Linked DNA regions of Mus musculus: all the other regions are linked to region 3. A link is a contact called in public HiChIP or PLAC-seq and promoter capture Hi-C data. All regions are on one chromosome and are shown on one strand. Each heading gives the region's core, a stretch centred on a gene start, on an enhancer-like site or on the middle of the called end of the contact. The rest is flanking DNA. Distances are from core to core; before and after follow the strand shown. Region 1 holds the start of Guca2a (guanylate cyclase activator 2a (guanylin)). Region 2 holds the start of Exo5 (exonuclease 5). Region 3 overlaps Gm36574 (a long non-coding RNA gene).

What was found. Promoter capture Hi-C pulls out the DNA fragments that hold promoters and counts their contacts. HiChIP or PLAC-seq counts read pairs in DNA pulled down with a chosen protein or histone mark.
Region 1: a contact with region 3 is called in an SMC1A HiChIP or PLAC-seq map of the NIH/3T3 cell line, with 7 times the contacts expected there. The contact joins the promoter of Guca2a here to the enhancer-like site in region 3. A contact is called at or near these places in 5 of 39 promoter capture datasets (the 3T3-L1 cell line, 3T3-L1-derived adipocytes, hematopoietic stem and progenitor cells and 1 more), 1 of 15 datasets of contacts at CTCF or cohesin (the NIH/3T3 cell line), 7 of 484 Hi-C or Micro-C datasets (B cells, cerebellar granule neurons, cerebral cortex and 2 more) and 2 of 115 datasets of contacts at active chromatin or transcription factors (astrocytes and embryonic stem cells).
Region 2: a contact with region 3 is called in a promoter capture Hi-C map of 3T3-L1-derived adipocytes, with 2.6 times the contacts expected there. The contact joins the promoter of Exo5 here to the enhancer-like site in region 3. A contact is called at or near these places in 8 of 39 promoter capture datasets (the 3T3-L1 cell line, 3T3-L1-derived adipocytes, the C10 cell line and 4 more), 1 of 15 datasets of contacts at CTCF or cohesin (embryonic stem cells) and 1 of 484 Hi-C or Micro-C datasets (nephron progenitors).

What each region holds. Positions count from the first base shown.
Region 1 is chr4:119,636,446-119,639,145 of GRCm38.p6, reverse strand. Guca2a (guanylate cyclase activator 2a (guanylin)) reads right to left here and starts at 1,414. Exons shown (of 3, transcript NM_008190.1): 1 at 1,321-1,414; 2 at 334-544. The coding sequence starts at 1,395.
Region 2 is chr4:120,923,648-120,926,347 of GRCm38.p6, reverse strand. Exo5 (exonuclease 5) reads left to right here and starts at 1,343. Exons shown (of 2, transcript NM_028457.2): 1 at 1,343-1,837.
Region 3 is chr4:120,379,447-120,382,458 of GRCm38.p6, reverse strand. The region is part of intron 3 of Gm36574 (a long non-coding RNA gene); the gene reads left to right. Among named protein-coding and RNA genes, the nearest start is that of Gm36574, 16 kb to the left of the region's middle. Within about 2 kb of position 1,563, at least 116 of the 459 cell types and tissues checked have an H3K27ac peak or open chromatin away from gene starts, as enhancers often do. A contact at or near this core is called in 3T3-L1-derived adipocytes, the HPC-7 cell line, the NIH/3T3 cell line and 3 more, where this site is marked.

The DNA of each region.
Region 1 (2,700 bases), core at 165-2,664, 740 kb after region 3:
TCCACTAGAGTTTGGATATCTGTCACCAGCCACCAGGATAATCACAGCAGGCTGATCTCCTCTGACCCTCTAGACTTTCTGCCTCAAATGGGGCGTATGAATTATTGAAGCCAACCAATCAGAGTGCAGCTTTTTACCAGAACAGAAACGGAGTTGTTAGACATGACCCGAAGATGGGATGCAGGACTCCTTTTAACCCCTGCTTCTGAACGAAGGCCTTTCTAAAAGGCTTCAACCAGTGCCACTCAGAACTAGCCAATCAAAGCACACCTCCTCCTCAAGCCCCAACCAATCAGAGGATGTCCTAGCCACACTAGCCAAGAGCGCACTCACCTAGCCTCTGCAGGATCTCCTCGGCGTTGGGTTTCTCGCAGACCGGCCTCAGTGCTTCTGGAAGTGCAGAGTGGCTACTACATAGCTGTGGTGCCACGGGCTGAAGAAGCCGGGGAGCAAACTTCTTGTGACTCACCAGTCTGGGCTCCTGTACCTCGCGGAGACCCTTAAGTTTTTTCACTGACTCCAGAGGAAAGGAGAGGTCTCCATCCTGAAAGAGGCAGCCAGAGCATGAGGCCAGGCTGTAGGCAGCCCTAGCCTGGGTGGCTTGCTTGAGACAATCTAAGGAACAACGTGAGGTCAGACCTCTGTGACCCTGGGTTTGCTAGAGGCCGTAAGTACTGCATACTATCTACCACGTGATCAATGGAGCCGCTTCTGTAGAGCCAGGGATGCTGTGGGTGCCATATGAGCGTGAACTGGCACCCTTATCCGTGGTCATGCTAGCCCAGCCTATCTTTTCCTGCCCGAGGGCTTCCACCTCCAGCCTATCAGAGGCAATACAAGGAACCCAGGGGCGTCCTTTAGAGAATAGGATCCCTGTTTGCTGACAACCCAGCTTGTGTCTGGTGTCACCAGTAGGTATGCCTGACCATCTAGGTTCCCATCGGGTGCAATGGATGCCTAGATTTGAGCCCAGCCACCTCCCTTTTCAGCCATCAGCTTTGGCTGTTTGGGGACTTTAGTGAAGCTCATGATTCTGTTCTGTGAAATGCCACCAACCCTTTCATCCCGGGCCTGCCGAGTCACAATGGGACACTGGAGCAGCCAGACTGCAGGCACTTATTGCTATAGTCTTTCCCAGCTGGTATTTCTTGCTGTCTCCTTGAACGTTTTCCTCTTCCATGTTTGAAGGGAAAATATGGCTGGCTGGCAGGTCTCGGGAGGCGGGGGGGGGGGGGGGGGGACGACAGGTCCCAGAAGATGCCCATCCCTCGTTTCAGGATTCCAAGGATGGGGCTAGACTAAGTAGGGATGGGGTCATACCTGCACAGTGACCCCTTCTACCAGGACAGCCAAGGCACCCAGGAGGCACAGCACAGAGAGCACACAGGCATTCATGGTAGCAGTATGCAATGCAGAGAACAGGCCAGTACTAGTGCCTGGGGTAAACAGTGGGGCTTTTAAAGAGGTTGGGGTTACTCAGTAACCCTGGGGCCTTGTCAGCCTCATCTGCTGCCTGTTGAGCCCCATCAGATAAGGCCAAGTGGAGCCTGGGAGATAAGAGATCAACAGAGCCTGGCAGAGCCCTGGCCTCTCCCTGGGCACTACTGTGACTCACAGCTGGGCTGGGTCCTGGATTTACTCCCGACCAGGATGGCAGATCCAGCCTTGCCCTTGAAGAAAGAGGCCCAGCAAGGTGACTGTGACTACAGTGGCAACAGAGACAGGGCCATTAGCATGGGGGTGGGGAGCACAGAAGAGTTACCTCCCACCCATTCAAAGAAGACCCTGTTAGGAGGAGCAAGAAATGAGCTGAGCCTGGAATGTTCAGGGGGAAGGGAAGAGTAAGTGAGCCCAGAGAGGGGGGAGAACGGGAACACAAAAGCCAGATGAGTCCAGCCTTGGTCTCTGGGATTCAACTTTGCTATTCACAGGCCTGCACTCAAACCCCACCAGCGGCCTGTTTTCGATGTGACTTCCACTCCACATCGTTGCCCTATCAGGTTCTCTGTGCAGACCAATGTGAATACCTCCCTGGTTGGCAGATGCCTTCGTGCTAAGGAGACTATGAGCACCTAAGTGTTCCATGCAGTTCCTGGCACACAGGAAGCCCTCGATGAAGAAGTTGCTGTGCCTGAACAGCAGCAGCGGCTCCTGGTCTCCACTGATGGCTACCTGCCTAGCCCAGTCAGAGCAGTTGGTCCTTAGGCAGTATGGCCCCCTCTGTCCTGCCCTGCCCTGCCCCGAGTGGCTGAGATGGGTCTGTGTGGATCCGGGTCCCTCTAATCTAACCTCTGCTGGGATTGGGGCAAGTCATATATTCACTGCAGGACCTAGAGTGTCCAAGCCCCAGGACCTTAGAGAAAGCAGTCTTGACGGATCCTCTCCTTCCTGCCGATTCACCACACTGCTTGCATTCCCAGTGAGGGACGGCATCCCTAGATGTGAGAACAGTACTAAAGAAGGGGCTGGAGAGGACCCTTGTAAGAAGAAACTAGAAAGTACCTAACCCTGGGACAAGGTCAAGAAACATTTGTTCTTACCAAGCTGTTCTAGGCTGGACTTCTGTTGTCTATTTCCCCAACCCCTACTACGGGGTCATATGCAAATGCCTGCAGGCACTGAGATGCAGATTGCATGTATGCTGAGGTGTGTACACTGAAGGGGTCTTTGTGTGTACAGAGATGTTTGTGAGTACATGAG
Region 2 (2,700 bases), core at 94-2,593, 540 kb before region 3:
AGCCACTCATCTTCAATATGCCCTTAATGAAAGAAAGGGGATTTATTCGATGAGGTCACTTTGGAAAGAGGAACAAACACAGAGGCCTAATGATTTCCAAGACTGTCTTTGGGGTTCTGACATGTGGTTTAGGTTTAAACAAAGCAAGAGGGATGTACAACTAAGCAGATCAAGGAACAGTCCTGTCCACAGTTGTCTCAGCTTGTGTCTTCTGCAGAGTGGTCTGACAAGCTGTAAGGATCCTATGAAGTCTCTTCCTGGGAGGTAAGTTCTCCTCTGAATGGTGGGTGGCGGGGGGGGGGGGGGGGGTGGGGGGGTGGGGGGGGGGGTTCTACTGCTTCCATACTGCCAAAGGGAGGGGCACAAGTGCTTCTCTTTTATCTTTGCTCCCACTGTGATTGAAGATAGTATTTCATGGGTTTTACTCCACATTTGGAAATTTCCTCTTTTTTTTTTTTTTTTTTTTCCTACGCAAGTTCCTTGTTTGGAATCTGTTCATCCTCCCCCTGATACAATACACTTTATAAAACCCTGATTCTGGTGAACCCCTTAAACTGGTGACTGAATTAACTAAATGAACCTAACAGCTAGGCTTTATCCTTCTGGACTTTAGACTCAAGTCTAGAGTCCCAGCGCTGAGATTTTTGGTGTGGGTCACCATAGATGCTGGGAAGTATTTTTCAAAGGCTCAGAGGTTAAGAGCACTAGCTGCTCTTACAGAGGACCTTAGTTTGTTTCTCTGTGCCCATGTGACTCAACCCTTCTGTAACTCTGAGGCCCTCTTCTGGCTCCCGAGGGCACCAAGAAGATATGAACCACAGACATGCATGCAGGGAAAACATTCATACACATAAAGGAAAAAACAAAACATTTTTTTTAATCTTTAAAAAGAATCTGGGCATAAGGGCACAATGGCTTGTAATTCCAGCACCGAAAAAGCAGAGGCAGGAGTAACCCAAATTGGAGGCCAATAAAAAGGATAAGAAATAAATAAAATAAAATAAGACACTGACAACTGCCAGCGTCTTTGAAGCTTGAGTTCATGATTGTTCACTAAGCTGGGAAAGCTGATGTCAGGTGCTAAGATCCGGATTCGGGCTCCAAGGGTGTCAGAGGCCAGCTGCACTGGGGACAGCGAGACGACCACCATGACCGTCCTCTCACCGGGCGGGCGTAAGAGAACGAGACGGTAACAGCCTGCACTAGGCACTGGTGGATAAGGAAATACAGCGGACTGCAGACGCCCACTCAGCCCCAGTGTCGCGAGAACCAGGGGCCTGGTGGGTGGGGAGGGGTGTGACATGAAAAGGGGCGGGCCTCCAACCGCCGCCGGGAATTCTGGGACAGGGGTGAAGAGCTAAGGGGCTGCCCCTTTCAGGCACGCCCCTCATTCGGGTTTTTGTTCTGTGCATTTTGGGCCCGCGATTGAGTCTTTGCGCTTGGGCACACCAGGGGGACTGGGGCTGGGGGCTGAGTGGAAAGCACACGCCTGCCTGCGTGGAAGGCCTGTAACGAGTCAGGACGCAGAGGATGAAGGCAGCAGCAGGCAGCCGGAAGCCATCAGCAAGGCAGGGCCTCCGACCTCAGGCTGCGGCTGGGAACCTGGAGAGCAGAACTTACCGCCTGGAGACCTTACCCTTGGAGAGGCCAGTGTTAGGAGGATTTATGACACGCAGCTGCCCTAGCAGTGTGACTCAAGTGGAAACACCATAATGTGAAGGAGTGGTCAGGTGAAGAGAACAGAAGTCCACATTCCATCATAGCAAGGTGCCTCCCCATCTCCCCTCGTTTTAATACATGCTCTTCCCTGTGAGGAGGGAAATCAACTAAGGCCCAGGTGAGTACGAGTTGCCTCTCTCCTGAACTTTTCAGAGCAAATAGATACATAGTAGACCCATCAATGCCTTTGGAAGGAAAGCCACATTTATTGTGTGTTAGTTAATATCTGTACTGTTTTAGCTCTGTGGGCATTGAAGGATTAGCTTACCAGTATACATTTTAAAGATGTGCCAGTCTCATCAGAGAATTTTTGAAATGTGCCCAAGATTATTCAAGAAACAAATAGCAGAACCGGGCGTGGTGGTGCACGCCTTTAATCCCAGCACTCAGGAGGCAGAGGCAGGCGGATTTCTGAGTTCGAGGCCAGCCTGGTCTAGAGTGAGTTCCAGGACAGCCAGGGCTACACAGAGAAACCCTGTCTCGAAAAACCAGAAAATAAAGAAAGAAAGAAACAAACAAACAAATAGCATACCAGCAAATTCTACTGGACGTTTCAAGATTAGATTCAAAATCTGTATCTTCAGGATCCCTAGACTCTTGATGCCGATCTGGTATTTTCTGAACATCTATCTCATTTAATTTTTCACCTAATAATTTTCAGCTTTATCTGTTTTAAAACTTTTAAAACATATATTCATATATAAAATATTTAATATGAATATTAGTAGATATTTCTATATCTTTAAGAAGTCAAGGGGGCTGGAGAGATGGCTCAGAGGTTAAGAGCACTGACTGCTCTTTTAGAGGTCCGGAGTTCAAATCCCAGCAACCACATGGTGGCTCACAACCATCTGTAATGAGATCTGATGCCCTCTTCTGGTGTGTCTGAAGACAGCTACAGTGTACTTATATATAATAAATAAATAAATAAATCTTTAAAAATAAAAAAAAAAAATAAAAAAAAAAAGAAGTCAAAAGTCT
Region 3 (3,012 bases), core at 314-2,813:
CATGTCAAACAGATGACTTCAACAGCTGCTTTGTCTGCAGCTCTGTGTGCAATAGTGGTGCAGATTTACCTTGCAGGAATTAACACAGCCCTGCCTGTAGTGAGCCAGGCTTTCACGTGGTCAGTCTCGGTGGCTTAACAAAAGGAATTAAGTAGCATGCAGGCCCAATGTATTTTTTTTAAATGAACACAAATTACCATCTATTAGGAACTAAACAGTTTGCAGAGGTTCTTTCAGATGAAGACTTTCACGTTCTTATTTTTGAAGAGAGGAAAATGTATGCCAAGATGAATAACTTGCCCATGGTGGCACATCTATGAAATAACAAAGACTGGTTTATCCTGCCAGTATCTTTGGAGGTCACAACCACATGTTTATGGTAACCTTTGAGACCATCTGACCCGGTCCTTTTTTCCTGGTGACGTTGAATACCACTGAGGGTCACTAAGATTACTCGCCAGTTCTAATGAGACAATGTGACCCTGGGTGTGGGTCTCCTGACCCTGCTTAGTGACCTCTTTGCTTCCTTATTTTAAAAGAGCCTAATACATAGACCCACTGCGCATCTCAATGCCTAGTTTGTGATAGATGCAATTGTGGGGAAAAGAGCAGTCTTGGACTTGGGCCAGAGAGATGGCTCACGGGGTAAAAGGGTAAAGGCACTTACCAATGAGCCTGGCAATCCGAGTTCAATTCCCAGAGCCCACAAGATAGCGGAGAACTGATATCTGCAAGTTGTCCTTTGGCCTCCATATTGTGTGCTGTACATAAGCACATGTGCACACACATGCCACAGACACAATAATAATAATAATAATGATAATAATAATTTTTTTAGATACTTGGACTTGTAGAAAGAGGTTCTAAAACCAAATCTTACTTCAATTGCTCACCTAGTAGCTTTAGTAACCTTAAATGAATGTTACTTCCTGGTTTCAGCTTCCATTTTCCAGATAAGGAATAAGGGCACATTGCATCTTAAGGACTGAATTAGAATGGTTGCACCAGAAGGGGCATGAATGCTGAAGACACGGGTCCCTGCCTTCTGCCCTCTGCTCTCAGGATGCACAGCAAGGCTGGCACACAGCGGGAGCTGGAGGGCAACAGGGAGCAGGCTTTGTTGACAGGCCAGACAGTGACTGTTAGGACAGCTAATGTGTCTTTGGCTCCATCTAGCTGAGTGCTCTTCTTAAGGCCATTTCAGGAGCAAGCAATTCTCCCCAGAAAGGCTGGCCTGCAGAAACAAATGATGAACAATAGGTGGCGGTAGAGACCTTTCAGGAAGAGGAGAGACCAGGAACCTGGCGAAATCTGTAGCCAGAGGTTTCACTCTTTTGCTTCTAAGAAGGGAGGGTCTCTGGGGACCGTGAGTCAGGCCATTCTGCTTCTGGGAAGGGGGAGGCACACTTTTGGCAGACGAAGTATTCACAGCCACCCTCTCAGACCTAGCTTTGTATCACACTGAGTGGAAGAAGTTAAATCATTTCCCAACGGGATATAGTTGAGAGTTGGCTCCAACCAAGGCCACTGCTTCCAAATCCCACACTCATCCCAGAGAGTTCATGCCTTCCAGCCAGTGACTCACTCTTGCAACACAGCCTCGTGCTCTCAGCAGTGGGGAGCTCTGTAGTGTTTGAGGATAATGTGCAGTCTCTCTCCGTGGTGGCTGATTTCAAGCTTTCGTAGGACATCATGGAGCTCAGAGTTGAGAAGTCAGCGGTCACTGCTCAAGAGTCTGAGTGGCTCAGCACAGGGCATCCACATGAAGAATGAGGAAGTGTGGCCTTGAACGGCTTCACCAGGCAAAGTGTAGACTTACTTTTCTTTTTCTCATTCATCCTTGAGTATGCATTTCAAATCCCCCTTTAATCCTGCAAAAGTCTTAGTCTTTGCCGCTTTAATTTTGCTTCTCTGGCAATCCCTCCGTTCCGGAACCCCTCTATAGCACTTTCCAACCTGCATCCCTGAGCTGCTAGGGCCATACAATGCTACTTGCTTCCCAGTACCTAACCTCACTTTCCTTAGCAAATAAAATCTATCCTTTAATTAGGTGCATGGCCTCTTAGAATAAAGCCACACTCTCAGTAGTTCTAGACTGAATGCAACCAGGAGCCTTGGAGAAACATCTTTAATGCAAATGAGTGTGTTGGCCCTTGGCCTGTTTCTTTCTATTTGAAAGATGTGTGAGTTGGCTGGAGTAGGGGCAGCACTGGAAGACTTTATGCAGTTGTCTTAGTCCTACACTACATAAGGCTGGACCACTCTGGAAGGAAGTTGCATCTTGGTTAAGCTATGGTTCTTTTCTATTTATCTCCATTCCAGTTTCCAAAAGCAAACTCTGAAACAAGGATTTGCATGCAAGCAGTTTACTGAAGGGATGGACCCAAGAAACACAGCTAAAAAGTCCCATGAGACAGGAAGGAAAGACTAACAAAAGATTAGGCCATGAGCAAGTTATTGCTGGATACAACTGACTCTTATCCTGACAAGACAAGGCTATGAACTGTCTTAAGGTTTTTATGGAGCTGTGACTAGACACCATGACCACAGCAACTCTTATAGAGGAAAACATTTAACTGGGGCTGGCTTACAGGTTCAGAGATATAGTCCATTATCATCATGGCAGGAAACATGGCAACGTGCAGGCATTCATGGTGCTGGAAAAGTAGCTGAGAGTTCTATAGTTGGATCAGCAGCCAGCAGGTGGACAGCGTGACCACTGGGCCTGGCTTGAGCACTTGAAACCTGAAAGCCCACCCTCAGTGACACTCTCTGACAATGCCACACCCACTCCAACAATGCCACATCTCCTAATCCTTTCAAATAATGTCAATCCCTATGAGCCTTTGGGGGCCATTTTCATTCAAACCATTAAAAGGACCCAGTGCCAGATGGAACCTAACTATCCCACCAGTTCAAAGGAAACCAAAGCATTTAGCCAAGAGCTGATGCCTTCTGCTGTTCCAGCAGCTTTTCTGGGGCTACCTGCTTTCCCCTTTATAAACTGAGCAC